2 separate regions of the Mus musculus genome follow, and region 1 is linked to region 2. A link is a contact called in public Hi-C data. All regions are on one chromosome and are shown on one strand. The core of a region is the stretch at or near the end of the contact, and the rest is flanking DNA. Distances in the headings are between cores, read along the strand shown. Region 1 overlaps Msra (methionine sulfoxide reductase A). Region 2 overlaps Msra (methionine sulfoxide reductase A).

What was found. Hi-C and Micro-C count contacts between places; a contact is called where the count stands out from the background.
Region 1: a contact with region 2 is called in a Hi-C map of bone marrow-derived macrophages, with 2.7 times the contacts expected there. The contact joins two enhancer-like sites. A contact is called at or near these places in 3 of 484 Hi-C or Micro-C datasets (bone marrow-derived macrophages and trophoblast stem cells) and 2 of 115 datasets of contacts at active chromatin or transcription factors (embryonic basal ganglia and embryonic stem cells).

What each region holds. Positions count from the first base shown.
Region 1 is chr14:64,366,269-64,370,039 of GRCm38.p6, reverse strand. The region is part of intron 1 of Msra (methionine sulfoxide reductase A); the gene reads left to right. Among named protein-coding and RNA genes, the nearest start is that of Gm52130, 38 kb to the left of the region's middle. Within about 2 kb of position 1,614, at least 58 of the 459 cell types and tissues checked have an H3K27ac peak or open chromatin away from gene starts, as enhancers often do. A contact at or near this core is called in bone marrow-derived macrophages, where this site is marked.
Region 2 is chr14:64,183,809-64,187,680 of GRCm38.p6, reverse strand. All of the region lies in intron 5 of Msra (methionine sulfoxide reductase A), which reads left to right. Among named protein-coding and RNA genes, the nearest start is that of Gm52129, 14 kb to the left of the region's middle. Within about 2 kb of position 1,605, at least 74 of the 459 cell types and tissues checked have an H3K27ac peak or open chromatin away from gene starts, as enhancers often do. A contact at or near this core is called in bone marrow-derived macrophages, where this site is marked.

The DNA of each region.
Region 1 (3,771 bases), core at 365-2,864, 180 kb before region 2:
TGTTTACTATTGCTACTCTATATTAATTATCTATTCAATGATAATTAAATACATAACTTGAAGCATCTTCCCCAAACAAATTACCTTTTATCAATTGAAACAAACCAATTAAAAAATTCAAAATGCAACCATGTAATCAACAGCTTAATACATGATAATTATGACCAAAATTTCAATTAATGTGTTAATATATGACCTCAACTCTCCAGATACAAACAATAATAATAATAAAAGCAGGCTCACATAGCAATTATGGCCTGGTTTGATTGACAGATATCCGTGAGTTTGTTTTTCTGTCTGGCTTGGTAATTTGACTTCTATCAAAAGAACCGGCTTTTGTTCTCACCCTTGTTCTGAAGCCAGTGCATAAGATGTGCACAAGGTTTAAACATGCAATGTTCTTATTTTATTCTCCTGAGAATCTTTCCTTGTCCTTCTGTGTCCCTGTCTGGTCCTCTTCCAGATGTCCCTTGGGCCTGAGGCAGGCAGGCAATATCACTGATTACTTACAATGCAGATAGCGACAGTGTGGCACAAACAGTGTGGCTGAGGATGTGAGATCCTGCCAGATGGTTCAAGTCAGGTTGAAAAAAACAGGAAATATTTTATATGACCTTGTCATGACTGGTGCTAGAGTTTGATGGAGCCCATACTATTCTCTAGTATATATGTGGAAGTCTGTGTGTGTGTGTGTGTGTGTGTGTGTGTGTGTATGTACGTGTGTGTGTTTGGAGCAGAGTGTGAGAATGATATGTCAGGGTGATAAATCCTAATAAACTCTTTGCTTCAGCTGGGAGCCATAAGAAAGGAGGCAGGGACTGGAGGAATCTTGTCAAGGAGTGTCAAGGAAGGCTTGGAGGGAACTTAACTGGTTGGAAGGATGTAGTAGAAAAACATTGGAATGGAGAATGTTCTTATGTGCTTAGGTTGGGTCAGGACACCAGTTTGGCCAGAATTCAGGATGGGCATAGACTCCTAATGATAGTTATGCCAAAAAAGGAATGTCTCAGTCTTGTGTTTCATTCTCTATATGAGAGCTGATGCGATGGCCGTGTCTTGGTACGTATGTTAAGGACATAGGACTGTAAACCTTCCATTATCAATGCTCCATCAGCTGATCTTTACTTCCCTAATTCTTGATGGCCAATTTGCTCTGAGATGAGATTTTCTTCAAAACAGACCTGAGGGTGCATATAAAACCATCCTTGGTTTTAATTAGCCTTCCCCTTTCCTCAGAAGCTCAGCCCACTTCATTAGACTGATAATAGGCTTTGTGTGTGTATACAATGAGCAGGAAAATCTTGAAAGTTCAGACAATTTGACTTCAGCTTGAAAATTACAGAAAACACCCTCTCTGTGTATAAATATGTGTGTGTCTTTGTGTGTGTAAAACAACACAGAGACACATATGTATGTGTATATCTGTGTGTGTGAATGTGTGTGTGTGTGGTGTGTATAAGTAGAATAAAGTAAAATAAAATGGAATCGAGTCATAAAAGTCTAAATATAACAAGTGTGAAATCACTGGTGAGGTTTGTCTTCATGACTCAGACCAAGAACTTGTGTGAGTCAAATTCTTTTTGTCCAGTTAACACTTTCTTGACAGAAGGATGAGTCACTGGTCTGAGTCATGAGGCTGTAATGAATCCCAAGCAGTCACTAGCCTGGATGCCTGCAGACATTGGCTAAGTCAGCGATAGGGTATCGAGTGGACTGGGAAATCAGCACAACAAATATTTATCATCATTAAAAAAATTCTCAGGGTGACCTGTTTAGTAAAGAAATGAGTTTAAAAATTATTTCAAGGAGAGACAGTACTATGCCTGATGAAAGAGGTTGTTCAATTCCTCACCCTCCACATACAACTTTATTATTCACAATCTCAAAAAAAGGTGGAGCTAGCCTAGTATCTAGTGATGGATGAGTGGATAAACAAGAGGAGAGTGAGGTGAGTTTCTATTCAGTAGAGTGTTTGTAAATGTGTTAGCAACTTTCCTGTTGCCGCGATAAAACACCATATCAGGCAACTTATAGATAGAAGAGTTCATTTGGTTTCTGGTTCCCAAAGGGTAATAAGATTCCATCATGGTGGGCAGACATGGCAGCAGGCAGACATAGTGACTAGAGCAGGAAGCTGAGAACTCATATCCTCAATCACAGGCAAGAAATAGATGGGGAAGCCAGGTGAAACTATAAACTCTCAAAGCCTACTTCCAGTGACTTCTTCCAGAAAGGCTACACCTTCTAAACCCCTCCAAACAGTGCCACCAATTGAGGACCAAGTGTCCAAATGCCCGAGCCTGTAGGGGGAACAGTTCCCATTCAAACCACCACGGTTAGCCTTGCAAAAGGAAAGGAATTCTGATATTGCAAAATGGGCAAAGCATGAAGATATTATGGAAAGATAGATAATAGATAGATAGATAGATAGATAGATAGATAGATAGATAGATAGATAGATAGATAGATAGATAGATAGAGTTTGTTAAAGAAGGACAAATAGTGATTGGTTGAGTTCTAAGGTAGAATGGTTGCCAGAGTCTGGCAGTGGTCTAGAGAGTGTTGTTTAATGGAGAGTGAGCCTCAGTCTTATCAGATGAAAACTTCTGGAGACAGCTGCACAAGAATATTTTATCATCACTGAACAAACTACTATATTAATGAGGTAAATCTGGGGCATGGACAGTGTGAGGTTGGGCTGACATTTTGAATCAGAATGAAAAGTCATGTAATCCTTTAAAACTTTACAATTAAAAGTTGTCTTACTGTAAACTTGTAAAGTGGCAAGTCTGATGTTATGTGAAGAAGTGGAGTATACTGTTCAGAGAGTTAGAAGGCAGAAGGTTAGAGACTAAGCTGGCTAGGCTAGACTGGAGGTGCTATGCTGAAGAAGGTGAGAGGCAAGGAGAGAGACAACTGGGCTTTCCCAAGTCAGTGTGTCTCATCTCTACGTCCCTCTCTTCCCAATGGCTTCCCCTGCCTCCCTCCCACAAACTTCTCCATCTAGTTCCCCTTCCACTGCTCCTTTTCTCAACCTGTCCCTGCTGCCTTTCAACTCTGTGCCATCCTTGATCCAGGGGACAACTTATAACTGATTTTTCTTATCCAGTGACAAAATGCTTGACAGAAGGCACTTGAGTGAGGAGGGTTTGAGTCATGGCTTCCAGTCCAGCATGGTGGCAAAGACATGGCCCATGGAGTAGCATCATTCACAGTGGCAGGAACAGGAGGAGGTAGCTCTCTACATCTGGACAGACCAAGAAACAGATAGCTTAGGTGGAACCCATCTCTAGTGGCTGATGTCCACCAAGTAGGCCCCTCCTCCTAAAGGTTTGAGAACTTTCCAGAGCAGTGCCACCAGCTGTGACCAAGTGTTCCAATGTGTGAGCCATTCTAGCCATAACAATTTTTTTTTCTATAAATTGTTACCACCTTCTTGTCTCCTTCCCTGTTCAGAGTTGACTATGGTAAATGTCCATGGGGAGGCCCAGGTGAGTATGGTAGAGTTCTAGTGGTCTTTCCTGTTTCTTGGTGGAAAGTAAGGATATCAAACTCCAGTTATCACAGATAAGGAGGCTGTCCACTGTCCAAGCATGTGGCACTCATTGGTGACCTTTTAAGTCTTCTTCTCATGGTGAGGGGTATGTTACCATAACAAAACTGGGCAGTGAAGAGATCATGAGGTTGGTTTTGAATTTTATGTCCTCATTTTCAAGCTCTTTGATTAGAGTCAATGTTTCAGAGAATCTGCTTCTGATATCAGTTATTGAC
Region 2 (3,872 bases), core at 356-2,855:
GCAATAGTAGGTTCGCCTCTCCTGCTGTGGGCTTGCAAAGCAGCCGTTCTGGGTTCCGTTGGTGACGGGAAGTGGTTGCAGTATAATGTGCAGTTCCCTCCGCTCTTTCAGTGCTGGTGATGTCATCGGTCACTTTCACAGGTGCTGTCTTCTTGGCCATTGGACATTCCCCTTCCCCTTTCTTGATTCCTTAGTTTATTCAAACACCAACTCTCATTCTCATGGAGTCACAAGACCCAAGCAGACAGAGAACAAGGGCTTCTGGGTAGAGAAGCATGATAGTCACTGGATTAGTCCATTTAACACTATAGCAAAATACCAGAAACAAAGTATTTAATAAAGAAATTAAGTGGACTGGAGGGGTGCCTCTGTCTGTAAAGCACTTGCCTTACAAGTTCAAGGATCTAAGTTTAGATCTAGAGAACTCCTGTGAAAGCCAGATGTGGTGGTACATGCCTCTGATTCCAGTGAGGACAAGATGGGAGGTGGATTCACAGGCCAACTAGCCTAGTCTATATGGCAATGTTCCAGGCCAGTGAGAGATGCTATCTCAAACAAAAGGCAGAAGGTGTCCAGGTATCAACCCCAGAGGCTGTCCTTTGACCTCTTCATGCATGCTATACATATGGGTCCCCACACATGCGCCTGCACACAACATGTTTCATGTGCACACATGCAAATGTGTGCATGCACACACACACACATACACACACACACACACACACACACACACACACACACACACATATATATGAAAAGAGGCATTGCTTTTGTCCATAGCGGCAGAAGTCCAAACAGCACAGCACAGGCTCTGACAGGGCTCCCCAGGTACATCTCCCACGGCAGGAGTAGATGTGTATTGTGTGCATATCTCTCTGTGTCCCTTTTCCTTTCCCTATAAAGCTACCCAGATTCAATCATGGTGGTCTCATGAATACAGTACTCTTGATTGTCAACCAGAAAGAGTTTAAAATCATCTAGGAGAAAAACTTCGGAGCGTGTCTTTTTCTAGAGAGGATGGATCAACTGAGGTGGGAAAGCCCACTCTGAGTGTGGACAGCACCATCCCAGGATCTGGGATCCAGAACTGAAGAGAAGGAAGAAGCAAGCTGAACACCAGCATTCCTCTCTCTCCACTTACTGACTGTGGATGGGAACATGACCAGCTTCGTCATTCTGCCGCCAGGCCTTCCCACCATGATGGTGGTATCCCCTCTAGAACTTGAGCTAACATAGCCCTCCCTTTTTCAGTTTGTCTTTGCTGGGCATCTAGTCTCAGAAACAAGACAAGTAACTCAGGCAGGAACCTCTGTCCTAATAACTCAGCACAGTTGGACATTTCTGCTCTCAGGACTATCAACAGTAGAGTTTATATTCATATCATAATACCTGCTTGTCCTTAATGTATGGGACAGGTCACCTTTGAGTTCTCTGTAAGAGACTCTTGGATGCTAGAATGGCAGAGTCCCCAGGATCCTCAGATGGCCCACAAGTGTCACAGACAAAGTCCAGAGTGACAAGGAAACTCAGTAAAGGCAAGGTCTCCCTTGGGCTGCTCTAACTTCTGACTTTAAAGGAAGTTGCTGAGCCTGAGTCAGGAGGCCTTGCTCAGTTTCATTTCCCCATAACCTGCTAGGACATTCGGGGCACTTTCTCCTTTTATGCAAAGTCATGAGTCACAAACCAGTAACCTTAAGTGGTCTCAGGGCTTTGGTCTTTCTTCTCCAAAGGTTGAATTTTAATGCTTTTCAAACAAACATCCTTCTGCAATTCTCTTTCCTCACCAACAGATGCTTCTGTGGAAACCATTTTGCTTTCCACTGTTTCTCAACTAGGGTTAGCCCACCTCAAGTCCTAACAAGGTTACAGGGTTGGGTAGGTCAGTCTGGGCCTGTATTGCTCTCCTCTCAGTGTCCTTGTGGCTTCTGAAGGTCAGATGTGACATCCTTGGGTGGGTAGACAGAGCAAAGCCCTTCCTGCTCTGGTGTCCTGTGAACCTGCTGGTAGGGTGCATTTCTGAGTTACATGACTCCAGACCCAGCATAGCTGCCTCTCTGAGTTAGATCCACCTCCTACTTCCATCTCCAGAGTCACCAGCTTCTCCTTTGCCAGTCACAGGGTCACTCAGGACCATCGAAGTCACTTGCCAGTCAGCCAGGCTACACGTGGTCAGTAATCAGAAGTTATCTTACTGCCCTGCCCTGATGCCAACCAAGCAGGTCTTTAAAACCACTGCACAAAACTATTGTCTCCTGTAATTCTTTGGATCTGCTCTAGAATTCCTTGACAGAACAGTTCAGCTAAACATTCTAAAGAGAATCAAATGCCCCATATGCTCTGAGACCCTGGACCTTGTCTGGAAGCCTACTCTTCGTGTGACCAATCACCCAAGTCCAAATGAGATCCTGCCTGATTCCCCTCTCTGAGCTCATCTCTCCTAAAAGATAGTGTGTCCGTAATAGTAATAGTGTTTCTGCTAACAGTAACTTTTTTGTTGTTTGTAGATGATCACAGTAAAACACAAACAAGGGAAGTAGAGAGATGTCTCCATAGTCAGGAGCTCTTGCTGCTCTTGCAGAGGACCTGGGTTCAGTTCCCAGCACCCACATAGAGTGGCTCACAGTTGCCTGTATCTCCAGCTCCAGGGAGTCTAAAGCCACTGTCCTCCAAAGCAGCAATACTCAGGTGCACATTCACATTCACATACACACTCGCATATGCACACATATGATTCTTTTTCATCTTTTTCTTTTAAACTGTGAAAGATATCCACAAAAGGCTGATGCTTCCATCTTCGTTAGAAACCTGATTAAACTCTCTTCCCTGTAGGGCATTTGCAGCCTATAGGAATACTTGGCGTGCTGGACTCCAAGACCACTTCCCACAGTAACATGACCGTTAGGGGTTACCTCACACAGCCTTATTGCATACCTGCCCTCTGGGGATCTTGAGGTCTTGGGTGGGGCCAGGGCTGGCATTTCTAAAATACTTCCAGGAAAGGCCCCTGAGTTGGGGGTGGTGGGTGACTGTGGACCCAGGGTACTGCAATCTTGGTTAGTGCGAATAGCAGCCGGTCGGTCACATGGTTGCTGGCTCAGTTCAGAGAGCACCATAAGTAGAGCTGGCTGACTGGAGCTGAGGCTACGATGTTCATGAGCCAAATTGCCGTGATTTCTAAATAAAACAGCAGAAAATGTGGGAGCTTGGAGGAGGGGGAAAATGAGCTGTACAAAACAGTTTCCCATTTCCTGGTCCATCACGAGGTATAAACGGCTTCGTTGGCTGGGGCAGACAACCCGGAAGAGTCTAGGCCCAAAGAAGTCAAAGCTGAGGGCAGAGGATGGAAGTCCCACACCGTTCACTTAGTGAGTCATCTCAGGGTCCAAAAACTGTTATGTGTAAAAACATGCAAATAAGAAAACATTGCAAATATGCATAAGAGCTGTGCATGTGCTTGCCTGTGCACCAAAGACACTGTGAAGAGCAAGTTTCTAGTGTGCAGATGAACAGATCTAGCATCTGAAATGAGTTCTTTTCGGTACTTTGGGGACCACAACTGCAGCATTCAGGAAGACACTGGAGCCAGAGAGAGGGGCAGGGACAGGCCAAAGTGAGGTCACCGTGATGTTCAACTTAGAGCCCACAGCTTTAATTTTGGTGTACGCATGGTCTGAGGAGTCTGCTCAATGCATAGATCAGAGTTGCAATTTGCTGGATGGTCCCTTGTTTTGAATGCTTTCCTGAAGTGCCATTTTGTCTCGGTAAAATGCTCCCTAAAAATACTCAAATATTTTTAGTTGTAGAGTACAAATCAGATTGAGCTGCACATTTCCCTGGTGAGCAAAAGTGATGAGTTTGTGTTCATTAACTCA